Linked DNA regions of Mus musculus: all the other regions are linked to region 3. Evidence: chromatin contacts called from public promoter capture Hi-C and targeted proximity ligation data. All regions are on one chromosome and are shown on one strand. The core of a region is the stretch at or near the end of the contact, and the rest is flanking DNA. Distances in the headings are between cores, read along the strand shown. Region 1 holds the start of A930001C03Rik (RIKEN cDNA A930001C03 gene). Region 2 holds the start of Znrd2 (zinc ribbon domain containing 2). Region 3 holds the start of Npas4 (neuronal PAS domain protein 4). Region 4 holds the start of Ptprcap (protein tyrosine phosphatase, receptor type, C polypeptide-associated protein).

Evidence for each region. Promoter capture Hi-C pulls out the DNA fragments that hold promoters and counts their contacts.
Region 1: a contact with region 3 is called in a promoter capture Hi-C map of the SN4741 cell line, with 4 times the contacts expected there. A contact is called at or near these places in 4 of 39 promoter capture datasets (3T3-L1-derived adipocytes, the SN4741 cell line, embryonic stem cells and 1 more) and 3 of 130 datasets of targeted methods (embryonic hindbrain, embryonic stem cells and microglia).
Region 2: a promoter capture Hi-C map of liver shows a contact between it and region 3, with 2.7 times the contacts expected there. A contact is called at or near these places in 1 of 39 promoter capture datasets (liver) and 1 of 130 datasets of targeted methods (bone marrow-derived macrophages).
Region 4: a contact with region 3 is called in a targeted proximity ligation map of bone marrow-derived macrophages, with 7 times the contacts expected there. A contact is called at or near these places in 1 of 130 datasets of targeted methods (bone marrow-derived macrophages) and 1 of 9 other capture datasets (adipose tissue).

Annotation. Positions count from the first base shown.
Region 1 is chr19:4,437,933-4,440,632 of GRCm38.p6, forward strand. It overlaps A930001C03Rik (RIKEN cDNA A930001C03 gene), which reads left to right and starts at 1,391. Exons shown (of 3, transcript NR_045990.1): 1 at 1,391-1,457. Rhod (ras homolog family member D) reads right to left here and starts at 1,511. Exons shown (of 5, transcript NM_007485.5): 1 at 1,288-1,511. The coding sequence starts at 1,419.
Region 2 is chr19:5,730,366-5,733,065 of GRCm38.p6, forward strand. Znrd2 (zinc ribbon domain containing 2) reads right to left here and starts at 1,367. Exons shown (of 4, transcript NM_020491.5): 1 at 1,311-1,367; 2 at 1,079-1,230; 3 at 876-960; 4 at 1-347. The coding sequence starts at 1,329. The coding sequence ends at 4.
Region 3 is chr19:4,988,562-4,991,261 of GRCm38.p6, forward strand. Npas4 (neuronal PAS domain protein 4) reads right to left here and starts at 1,410. Exons shown (of 8, transcript NM_153553.5): 1 at 1,081-1,410; 2 at 175-326. The coding sequence starts at 1,255.
Region 4 is chr19:4,153,216-4,155,915 of GRCm38.p6, forward strand. Ptprcap (protein tyrosine phosphatase, receptor type, C polypeptide-associated protein) reads left to right here and starts at 1,431. Exons shown (of 2, transcript NM_016933.3): 1 at 1,431-1,488. The coding sequence starts at 1,486. It overlaps Coro1b (coronin, actin binding protein 1B), which reads left to right. Exons shown (of 11, transcript NM_011778.3): 10 at 12-275; 11 at 382-820. The coding sequence ends at 507.

The DNA of each region.
Region 1 (2,700 bases), core at 141-2,640, 550 kb before region 3:
CCTCCACCTTTAGGTGCCTCCTCTGATCTCCTGGTTCCCACGTTGGTTGGGTTCCCATGGGCAGTACCTAAAGACCTGGAAAATATCTCCTATACTTAAAAACAAAAAAACTGTAACTGGTCAAAGAAGGTGACGTCAGCTTTGCAAACCACAAAACCAAAGGCTGTGAGATGGGTATGGTGGTGCATACACGTGATCTGAGCAATCCTTGGGCCGAGAGACAGGAGGACTGAGCGTACAAGGCCTCCACAGTAATATCCTGTCTCAAAAACAAAACAGGAACCACTAAAGTAAAACGACAAAAATACAACCCCCCCCCCCAAAAAAAAACCCAACAACCATAAAAACCACTGGTATTCAGAGTAGCAAGCAAGACTGTGCCCTATTTGCCAGGTCAGCTTCTCTGGCTCCTTCCATCAAATTACCCACTTCTGCACAATCCCAGAGGCCAGAAGGACGTGGGGACAGGAAAAGAAGGCTTGCTGCTGAAGGCAAACCCACAAACACACAGGACCCCCACTCCTCGTGGAGGCACAGAAGGAGGGCTCAGCCACTGTTCTGGTCATGGGGTCCTTGAGGACTCACAGTGACAAGCCCAGAGAGCCAGGATGCAACCAGGTACCGCACCGAGCCGGCCATCAGCCTTCAGCCTCACTGTCCCAGCTTTCTTCCCCCTATCAGGTTGCTCTGAGAAACTGAGGCTTGGTTAGAGTCGAAGTATGGCATAATCAGACTCTTCAGAGAAGGGTCGGTGTTCCAGTTTTCCTCTCTAGGGTAAAGCATGGGGATTTGCACCATAGTGGATGGAGAAGAGGTGATGTCGCCCGACGAACATCACTTACTAACTTTCAGCAACTAACTTTCAGCACTCTTTTCTATACTACGCTCGGGTAGGGGCTTTCAGTCCTATCATGTAGTTAACCTTCAGAGAGGTTAAGGGACTTGCCCAAAGGCACACAGCTGTAAGAGGCAAAGGCTTGATTTTACTGCTGCCAGTCGAGCTCCAAAGTCCTCACACTCTCGTCGCCAAGTAGTGACAACAACTGCTCTCGTAGGATTTGCTATTTCCCTAGGTGGCCCAATTCAGTCCCTGTGACACCCCTCCCCCTAAGTGCTATTAGTCCCACTTTGCTTCTACTGGCTAAAACTGAAAAACTCTGCCTTCGACCCCAGGCCCTGCTGAGATTTCCCCCTAGGAGGCTAGAGCTGGGTTCTTTCGAGGCAGCTCTCAGCAGACCCGCACATGGGGGGTGTCCCCAGCGCAGGGCCAAGGATGAGGGCACTCACCTCTGGGAAGGCCCCTTTGGCGAAGACCATCATCAGTGACGTCTTCCCGCAGCCCCCGTCGCCCACCAGGACCACCTTGACCGAGTGCCCGCTCTGCGGCGCCTCTTCTCCCGCAACCTGGGACGCGTTCATCCCTGGCTGGCGGACGGCGGTGCGCGGAGCAGCAGGCGGTACGCGGCGGGCTGGCTGCGGCGGGCGCGGGGCTGGCCCGGCGGGACAGGAATGTGGAAGGGGCGGGGCGGCGGGAGGAAGTGGGAGCGGGGCGGCCGGGACAGGAGGCGGCCCGGGGGGCGGGGGACACCCAGCTCAGGTGAGAAGCCCGGGACAAGATGGGGGTGCGGCGCCCGCCCAAGGGTGGACGCTCCTGGGGTCCGGTCTCCTGGCGTCCTGTCTAGACACTCAAGAAAGACTTTTGCAGCACCTACTGCGTGCAGTCGCTGAGGCCGCAGGGGTGAGCGGAGACCTACGCCTCCAGAGGGCACCCAGGGCTCGTGGGAGAGTAGACAAGTACTTGGAGAGAGGCTGGGGACAGGGAAGGAGGAAGCACCTGGACTATCTGCCATGGGTGGGAGGTTATTTTTATGAATGAATGGGTGGGTGAATGAATGAATGAATGAATGAATGAATATGAGTTTCTGCTATTTGCGGACCTCCTCCAAATGTTGTAGGCCAGATGAGAAAGGAGTGGCCCGGGCATGCCCTTGTGGGTCACTGCAGGACCTCTTCAGCCAGCTCCAGGAAGTTTCAATGAAGGTGGAATTACCACGCATCTCACCCAGGCAGCCAGTGAGCTAAGGAAAACTATGGAACCGTCCATCTGTAGAGCTCAGAGCTAGCTCTGGCACATGGCAGATGTCATGAATGGTTCATATTATGGTATATAGTATGATGGCCTTTTAGTTTTATTTTTTACGCGTGTGGGCGTTTTATCTGCATGTATAGACATAGACATGCATCCTGGTGTCCTCTGCACTCGGAAACCCTGGAACTAGAGTTACAGACATTATGAGCCACTATGTGGGTGAACCGGGATCCTCTGGAAGAGCAGCCAATGTTCTTAACCTCTGGGCCATCTCTCCAGCTCTTTGGTATAATGTTTAATCAATGCAGATGATCCTTAGTTTCTTAGAGTCTGGGGACCCTGCACTGTTCCGATCAAAACCTCGACTCTGAGAAGCCTAGAATAGGAGGTGTCAGGACAGGAGAAAGGAAAAAGGGGCTCTTCGAAGAGACTGGAGCAAGGTAGCCACGCCCCCACTTCTTAGCGACAGGACAGAGGGCGGGACTTGGCTGAGGAGCTAGTATCTGGAGGGTGGAGCACTTTGGATTTCAGGAATAAATCTTACTTTTCTCTAAATCTCCGCAACCTTCTTTGTGATCAGATTTTTCTTTTTAACTTTTGGTGAGCATAAG
Region 2 (2,700 bases), core at 117-2,616, 740 kb after region 3:
GTCTCAGTGATCCAGCTGTTTCAGGCTGCCTAGGGCCTCGGCGCAAGCCCGGATAAGCCCACAGAGCTGGATACTAGTCTCCAAGGAGGTGCTAGAGCCCAGCTCGACTGACGCCCAGGTTAGCTTCTGCAGGAGGGCCGTCTGTGTGGAAGCCACCGCGTCCGTATTTGGAGGTGCAGCCGGAAGAGGAGGCGCCTGGGCTGCCTTGAGCCCGGCTGCTGCGCCTTCACAGTGCTCTGGACGGGGTACTGGTGGCTGGGATGGGGGCCGAGAGCTCGAGGCAGGCTCTGTAGATGAGGCCAGCTGGTGTTCCCGAGCTTGAGAGAGCGCCGCCTGTGCATTCAGTGCTAGAACAAGAAAAGTGGTGGAAGAGTGAGGGTGCCCCGTCCGCCTCTCCCGAGTCATGTGCTCTTTACTGATGTCCCTGAGCTGCTGGTGTTTTCTGCCTAAGCCAATCCCATCTCATCTCTACTCTTCTTTCTCCTTACACATGCTTGCCAAACACTGCCCCACTGATTTACACTTGAGGTCCAGTTGCTTGACAGATGGCCTGGCCTCATCTATGCATCAAGTCTATTCCTGTAAACTGGGATGCCCGCCCTTCAGTGGTAAAATGCCTGTCCAACATGCACAAGCACCCAGGGTTGCACGTGCACTCTACAACGTAGGATGACTATTTTGCTAGGACTCTCCCCACGGTGTCAGAAACAAAAGGCTGATGGTCTTTCTTGAATGAAACACCTCTCTAGGGCGGAAACGAGAAGGCACCTTAATGCCACAGCACGCAGGAGTTTCCACTGTCACCTCCCAGGCTCACAGTTCCTCTGTAGCTATCGCCACTCTCTTCTCCCCACAGTGCACACTCGGACCCTCACCCGGGTTATCTTTATCCACGTCTGAGTCGAGCTCCTGACAAGCCACACAGTAGATTTTCCGCTGTTTATCTTGCAGGAGGATCGTCTGGGGACCAGAAAGTACATGGACATAGGTGAGCCGGAGAGACAGGGTTCACAGAAGAGGGAGCTGAGGAAAGGTCGTGCGGCCCGGTCCGCGGCCTCGGCCTCATCACTCGCCTCACCCCGCAGTCGGCGCACGTGTCGCCCAGCATGCGGTAACCACGGAGCAGGTAGTCCCCCATCAGACGGGAGATGCGATCCTGCCGCTCCCGTCGCGCCTGCAGCACCTTCGTCTCAGCTTCAGTCGGAGGCTCCCAGGTGAAATCGTCGACATCTAGAGAAAACAGGCACAGGAGATAGAGAGAGCTGCCTCCCGCACCCCACGGCCACTGCCCAAACATCCCAAGCGCATACCTGCACCGTTCAAGGCCATGTTGCCGTGGTCACTGCTGGGCTCACCGGAAGTGATCCAAATAAGATGCGCCCCCACTACGGCCCCGCCTCCCACATGTGGTAGCTGAGGGCGGAAGTGACGCTTACACGGTCTTCCTGGCGCTTTAGTCAAAGGGGGGGCGTGTCTGCTGCACATTTGACCCTGACCTACGGGCTCGGCTGGTGGCCAGAGCTATGGTTGGGTACCACCGTCTCCCTGGTAACGCTTCAGTACTCGGGTGTGGCTTTTCAGAGTCTCCATTTCTACTTGCCTCAGATAAAGTGGCCCTTAGGTCTGTGAAATACCCGATTCCCTCAGGGTTGTCTTTCCACACAGGGGAAGCAGGAGATGGGCAGGACCATGACATCTGCCCAACAGTCACTGCAATAAAAAGTTCTCTAAATCTTTCAAACTAGGCTAGCTACACTGAGGTCGTTTTCTGCCTATTTCAACACTCCTCCCTGTTTGCGTGTTGGGTGTCCTCTGTCCACCTTCTACCAATGCCTAGAACTGATGTAAGCCTGCTGTCTTAGTTAGGACTAGTATAGCTGGGATTAACACCATGACCAAAAATAACTTGGGGAGGAAAAGGTTTGTTTCGCCGGGCATGGTGGCTCATGCCTTTAATCCCAGCACTTGGGAGGCAGAAGCAGGCGAATTTCTGAGTTCGAGGCCAGCCTGGTCTACAGAGCGAGTTCCAGGACAGCCAGGGCTACACAGAGAAACCCTGTCTCGAAAAGCCAAAAAAAAAGAAAAGAAAAGAAAAGAAAAGGTTTGTTTCACTCATGGTTCCATATAACATGTTCATCAAAAGCAGGAACTCAAGCAGGGCAGGAAGCTGGAGGCCATGGAGGAGTGCTGCTTACTGGCTTGCTCCTCATGGCTTGCTCAGCCTGCTTTGTTACAGAACCCAAGAGCAGCAGCCCAAGGATGACCCCACCTACAATGGGCTTGACCCTCCCCCACTGATCACTGGTTAGAAAGTGCTCTACAGGAGAGCCCACCAGATCTTACGGAGGCATTCTCTCCTCTCAGAGGACTGTAGGGCCTGCTGGTGAAAATGGCTTATACTCGAGTGGGTTACAAATCAAGGACCAGTGCTCCTCATAATCCTGGGTTCTTTGCAAGAGCACCAAGTAATTAAAAGACCAAGGGCTGGAGAGATGGCTCATCGGTTAAGAGCCCTGGCTGCTCTTCCAGAGCTCCTGAGTTTAATTCCCAGCAACCACATGGTGGCTCACAACCATCTGTAAAAGGGCTAAGACACCCTTTTCTGGGGTGTCTGGAAATAGCTACCATATACTCACATGCATAAAATAAATAAGAGGAGGAGGAGGAGGAAGAAGGGGGTAGAAAGATGGCTCAGTTCTT
Region 3 (2,700 bases), core at 160-2,659:
CTAGAAAGGAGAAGTGATCATTAGTGAAGGCAGCAAGAGCCTATCTGCAACCAATGATTTTTCTTAGGGAAGACTCCCCCACACTCGCCTCTAATAACTCTGTTTTCAGTAGTGAGAGGCTCATTTTATCTCACATATACCCCAACTTGAGATGCAAGGACTTTTAGTACTCACCATAGAGTGGCCCAGATGCTCGCTCACACTCTCCGACAGGTATAGCAACTTCCCCTCAGCTGTGAATACAAGGAGAAATCCAGGTAGTGCTGCCACAATGTCTTCAAGCTCTTGAGCAGAGAGAAGCCCGGTGGGGCCAGCCAAAGGAGTGCCTGTAGGGTGAGAAGATGTGGTGAGTCAGGATAAGAATCAGGGACAACACAGAAATAAAGAGAACATCTTTTGAGTCTTGGAGAAGACACAGGAAATTCCCATAGACCTATTTCTGCCAACACCTGTTGACCCTATGCTTGTGGATCTTGGCCAGGAGACCTGTTGCTAAAACTATCTAGCCAGGGAGCCCCTGGACTTCCAAGCCTGGCCGGAACCTCAGCAGCCCTCTGCTGTCAGCACTGTGGACAGAGCTCTCCCGAAAGGACTGGGATTCAGCACCGCGGACAGCTCCTGCGAAAAGGGGCTATGGCCATTTCAGCACCGCGGGCAGCGCCAGAAAGGGTGATGGCTTCAGGACGTCGAACAGCTCCAGAGCGCATAGAAAGACCCTCTCAGCATTTTCTAGCACAAGCTACTCTTCCTCATACTTTGCCTTTGCAGGCTTTCCCTGTAGCTTGCCAGGCTTCCTTCCGTACCCTCCCCGGATTCCTGGAGTGCCTCTGAGGCAATGGGAGCCTGGACCATTCTGTTTTAGCGCTCTATCTCACACAAATCCAGTGCTAGGACTATCGTTTAGGCTAGTCTAGATGGAGCTCAGAAGAAAAAGTAGGAAGTCCAGGGTCCCCTCAAGTCCCTTCTCTCCACAGGCTTCCAGCACGCTGTGCTAGACAAGCGGCAGTTTTAGCACATTCCCTCAGCTCCTCCATCCCTGGTCCCCGTCAGCTCTGGTCTCCGGTAGCCCAAGCTGCTCACCTCCAGCAAAGAAGACACCCTTGCGAGTGTAGATGCAGGCAAGACTCATGATGTGCAGGTAGGACAGCCGGACCTTGTCCGCTTCAGCCAACGGCAGCAGCTCCTTGAGGTTCCGAATCTCGGCGTTGATCTGGTCGCGGCGCGCCTTGGAGGCGCCCTTGGTGGATCGGTACATGACTGCCGGCTGTGGAGCTCCAGCTCCGGCTCCCGAGCACCTGCGATCCTTTCCCGATGCACCGGAGGCTTCCTCTTCCTTGCTTCCCGGTCTTTTCGCTCAGGCTCTTGCTCGCTCTCGCTCCACTCCTGGGCTCCGCTCGGCAGCGCTGCCCCCCTCGCCTGCCTCGATCCGCCTTATATAGCTCCTGACAGGCGTGGGGGGCTCGTTTTTAGAGACGGGGGGGGCAGCGGGAGGCGGGAGGCTGGGCTAAAGCAAGCTGCAGAGGGAGCCACTGGCTGGGGAGGGGGGGTGCTCCTCCTCCCTCCCAGACTTCCGACGTCATCCCGTGACGTCGAACGGGAGAGGGAGGGGGCGGGGGAAGGGGGAGAAGGGAGGGTGCAGAGGGGGCCGGCTGGCAAGAGCTGTGCAGAGCCAGGAATGGGGTGCAGGGACCCAGGTTTTCCATTACATTCTATTAGGAGGAGGAACAGTACATGGATTAGGGTGGTCTGAAGCCCTTAACAAGAGAGTTTGTAGAAGGCAAAGCGAGGCTGCTATCAACATAGATTTTTCTAAGGAGGCAAAGGATGAGAAGGGGCTTGGTCCTCTGCCAATTTGCCGCCATCTGCCAGGCAGGGGTCGAAATTACATGAGGGACTTTCCTTGGCTTTTGGGGAGGGGCTAGGTCACAACTGGGGGTCTTTTCTGGGGTCTATTCAATCTGAAAGTCCCTTAGCCAGTTTCAAATAAATAATTCCTTCTTCGCCTCCATGCCCTGACCTGAGGGTCTAAATCTCCAGGATAGGGTGGAATGGTGGTCCTGTGGAGAAGAGACCACTTGAATTCGGTCTTGATCATATTTCCTTAGCACCATAGGAACACAAACATCTCCACTGTGATCTGCAGGGATTCCTTTTTCCTCTATTAGTTCATCTTAGCCACCTGTCGGGGAAACTGAGGCAAAGACCCAGGGCCTGGTGAGGATCTGGATGTGTGTTTGAACCTCTCCCACGATCCCCTCCCGCTTGTCAGCCCCCAAGACGAGCTGTTCCCCCGCCCTCTTGCGAGCCCCAGTCTCTCCGGCGGGCTGGGGGGCGGGGGCGGGGCCGGGGGAATCCCAGCTCCATATTAGGACAGGAATCCTCCGGCGGCTGCGGCGGCGGCAGCGGCGGGCGGGGCCTACCGGCCTCCGCACAGCTCTAGAAAGCTCTCCCCACTGCTTCAGCCGGGAAGAGGGGGAGGCTGCCAAGTAGCCAGGGTCTGCTGTGCCCTCAGTGGCTGCTGCACCTACCCAAGACCCTTTAATTCTGCCAGAGTCCCCTCCCCATCTCCCTTCAATTCTTGCTCCATCTTTAGCTCCAGGGCTCCTCGTTCTGCCTGTGCACTTGTCACTGAGTGAGCGCACAACATACACCTTTCTTTTTTTTTTTTTCCTTCGTTCATTGAGCGTTGGACAGTCTATC
Region 4 (2,700 bases), core at 181-2,680, 840 kb before region 3:
GCGGTGCGCAGTCTGACCTCTTCCAGGATGATCTGTACCCTGACACAGCCGGGCCTGAGGCTGCTCTTGAAGCAGAGGATTGGGTGAGCGGTCAGGATGCTAATCCAATCCTCATCTCACTACGGGAAGCCTATGTGCCCAGTAAACAACGGGACCTGAAGGTCAGCCGGCGCAACGTGCTATCAGACAGCAGGCCTGCCAGTTACAGCCGCTCCGGAGCCTCCACAGCTACTGCAGTTACTGATGTCCCCAGTGGCAACCTTGCTGGGGCTGGTGTATGTGACCTACATTTGGGAGTGCTGTCCCATTGGCTAGGCACCAGGCCTCTTCCCTGGGGGTGGGTTATGGCTGATAGCCTCTGACTTCCATTTGTCTTTGTAGGAAGCTGGGAAGCTGGAAGAGGTGATGCAGGAGCTCCGGGCACTCCGGATGCTGGTCAAGGAGCAGGGAGAACGTATCAGCCGCCTGGAGGAGCAGCTGGGCCGCATGGAGAATGGGGATACATAGGACCACCAGGGACCTGCTCCCGACACTGCCTCCTCCAACCCTTCCCACCTAGCTTCTGTGGCCAGGTCACACCAGGCAGTTGGCTGCTCAGTGCCTCTGTGGCAGGTCACAGCCAGTTTGCACCTCTCCACAGCCTGGGGCCCAGGTTGGAAGCACCACCTGACTTTTGGAAGATTTTTGTACCAAGGCAAATTCCCAAGTACTTTAAGGGACCATCTCCTCGACCTGCCCAACCCACTGCCCCCTCACCAGAAAAAGCAGCAGAGATGGGGTCTATATTTTCATTCCAAATAAAATGCTCTTTCTAAAGCCAGGTTTGACCTACTGTTGTGGAGGATTAGGAGTGGATGCTAGAAAGGGAAACTGCAAACCTTATATGGAAAGTAGCCCCTGCATACCAGAATTCCACCATACAGAGAAACTGAGGTGAAAAGGCCAGGGAAAGGTGTGGGGGATGGGCTAGTGGGTAAATTCTCTTGCTAAGCAAGCCTGAAGACCTGAATTCAACTCCTGGAGCCCACAGTGGAAAGAGGCATCTGACTTCCATTTGTCCCCACGTATGCAGGCATGTGTACAGTTTTGTTGTTTTGGTTTTTTGTTTTAAGGCTAACCAGATACCCACTTAGTCCCAGTACCCCAGAGGCAGAGCTAGGAGCTCAGAGTTCCAGACCTGCCAAAGCTACATAATGTATAGGTGGCTGTCCTGCTTTGAGTTAGATAGATGCACACTTCCTCCCTTTGGAGTTCTGGTCACAGATCCTGTGGCCCCAGCCTCACCTAGAGAGAGAAGATCTAATACCTGTCTGGGTAATCCTGAGGCTGAGACCCAGTGAGGGTCCTGTAATAGACAAGAGTGGGTGGGGCATTTTGGGCAGGAAACGGAAGTGTAACTCCTACTAGCTACTCTACTGAGAGCTGTGGGGCTCACTTCTCACTAAACAGTCAGAGGTGGGTGCCCGTGCAAAAGCCATCGGATCAATGGTGAGCTGTGGGACCCTCTGGGCTCTTGGGGCACCGTGGGCTGGGGATGGAATATCAAGGTTCCAGGAGTTAAGGAAGGGTCTCCTTCCGTAGCCTGAGACCCAGGACTAGAATGGGTTGGAATTTAGCCCTCACCTCAGATCTGGGCTCTCTGGGATTAAAGGTAGGTCCTCTAGTTCCTCACCCTGGGCACAGCCCTATTCCAAGACCCTTGGGACAGTCCTCCACCTGGTCCCCTCACGAGCCGAGTTTAGGTGTAACTCTTTCTCCAGAGCTTGGTATGCTACGGGGGAGCCTTGTGCCCAGCACCCTTCCCCCCACCCCCTGCTACCACCCCCACCACCTGCTTTGTTCCAACCGCAGGCTTCCTCTGATAGCTACACATGCTGCCCCCAGACCGGTGGCCCTGCACGCCTGAGGCCCTTTGGGGTAGAGTGGGGAGCTGAACAACGGAAACCCTGCAGCTGGGGCAGCCCCATGGTCGAGGAGGGGCTTCAAAGACCCCTCATTCTAGGACCAGTCAACCTCTGAGCTGGTCTAGATATCTCCATCATGGCCTCCAGAGAGCAACCTGCCACTAGCCTCTCAGACCCCTTCAACTCCCTCTACTGCAAGGCAGGCCAGGCCACACAGCCAGCTAATATCCACTGAGCATCTATGTCCATGGTTTTAAGTGCTCCCCACCCCAAATCCAGGCGCTTATTCTGGTGGGAAATGTAACACAACTGGATCAAGATTATTCTCTAGTGTAGGATTTGGTGGGAAAAGAGTAATCAAGGGACCTGAGGTCGGTGAATGGGTGGGCTGAGGTCTGACAAGTTAGCTGTAGAAGTCTTGCAGGTGTGGGAGGGGGTGACCCGGAGGGGACAGTGACCAGAATGTAAAGTGAGTAAGTTTAAAAAAAAAAAAAAACAGCCGGGCAGGACCTCATCATCAGCCAGGCCTAGCCAGGCTTGGCAAGCATGTCACCATGAGGCTGTGAAGTAGTGTCTGAGCAAAGGGAAGGCCAACGCACAGGCCTCTGACAGGCACAGGCCTCAGGCAGTGAGAAGTGAGTTACAGGGTTGGGTTGAAGGTGAGCACAATAGCAAAGGCCTAACCAAATATGGGCTGGTGATTTTCTGCTTGACTGTCTCTATTTTGCTTGAGGCAGCTGAGGTCTTTGTTAGAATTCAGTTGGTCTCATCAGGTGACAACTCCTCCCTACTGTCT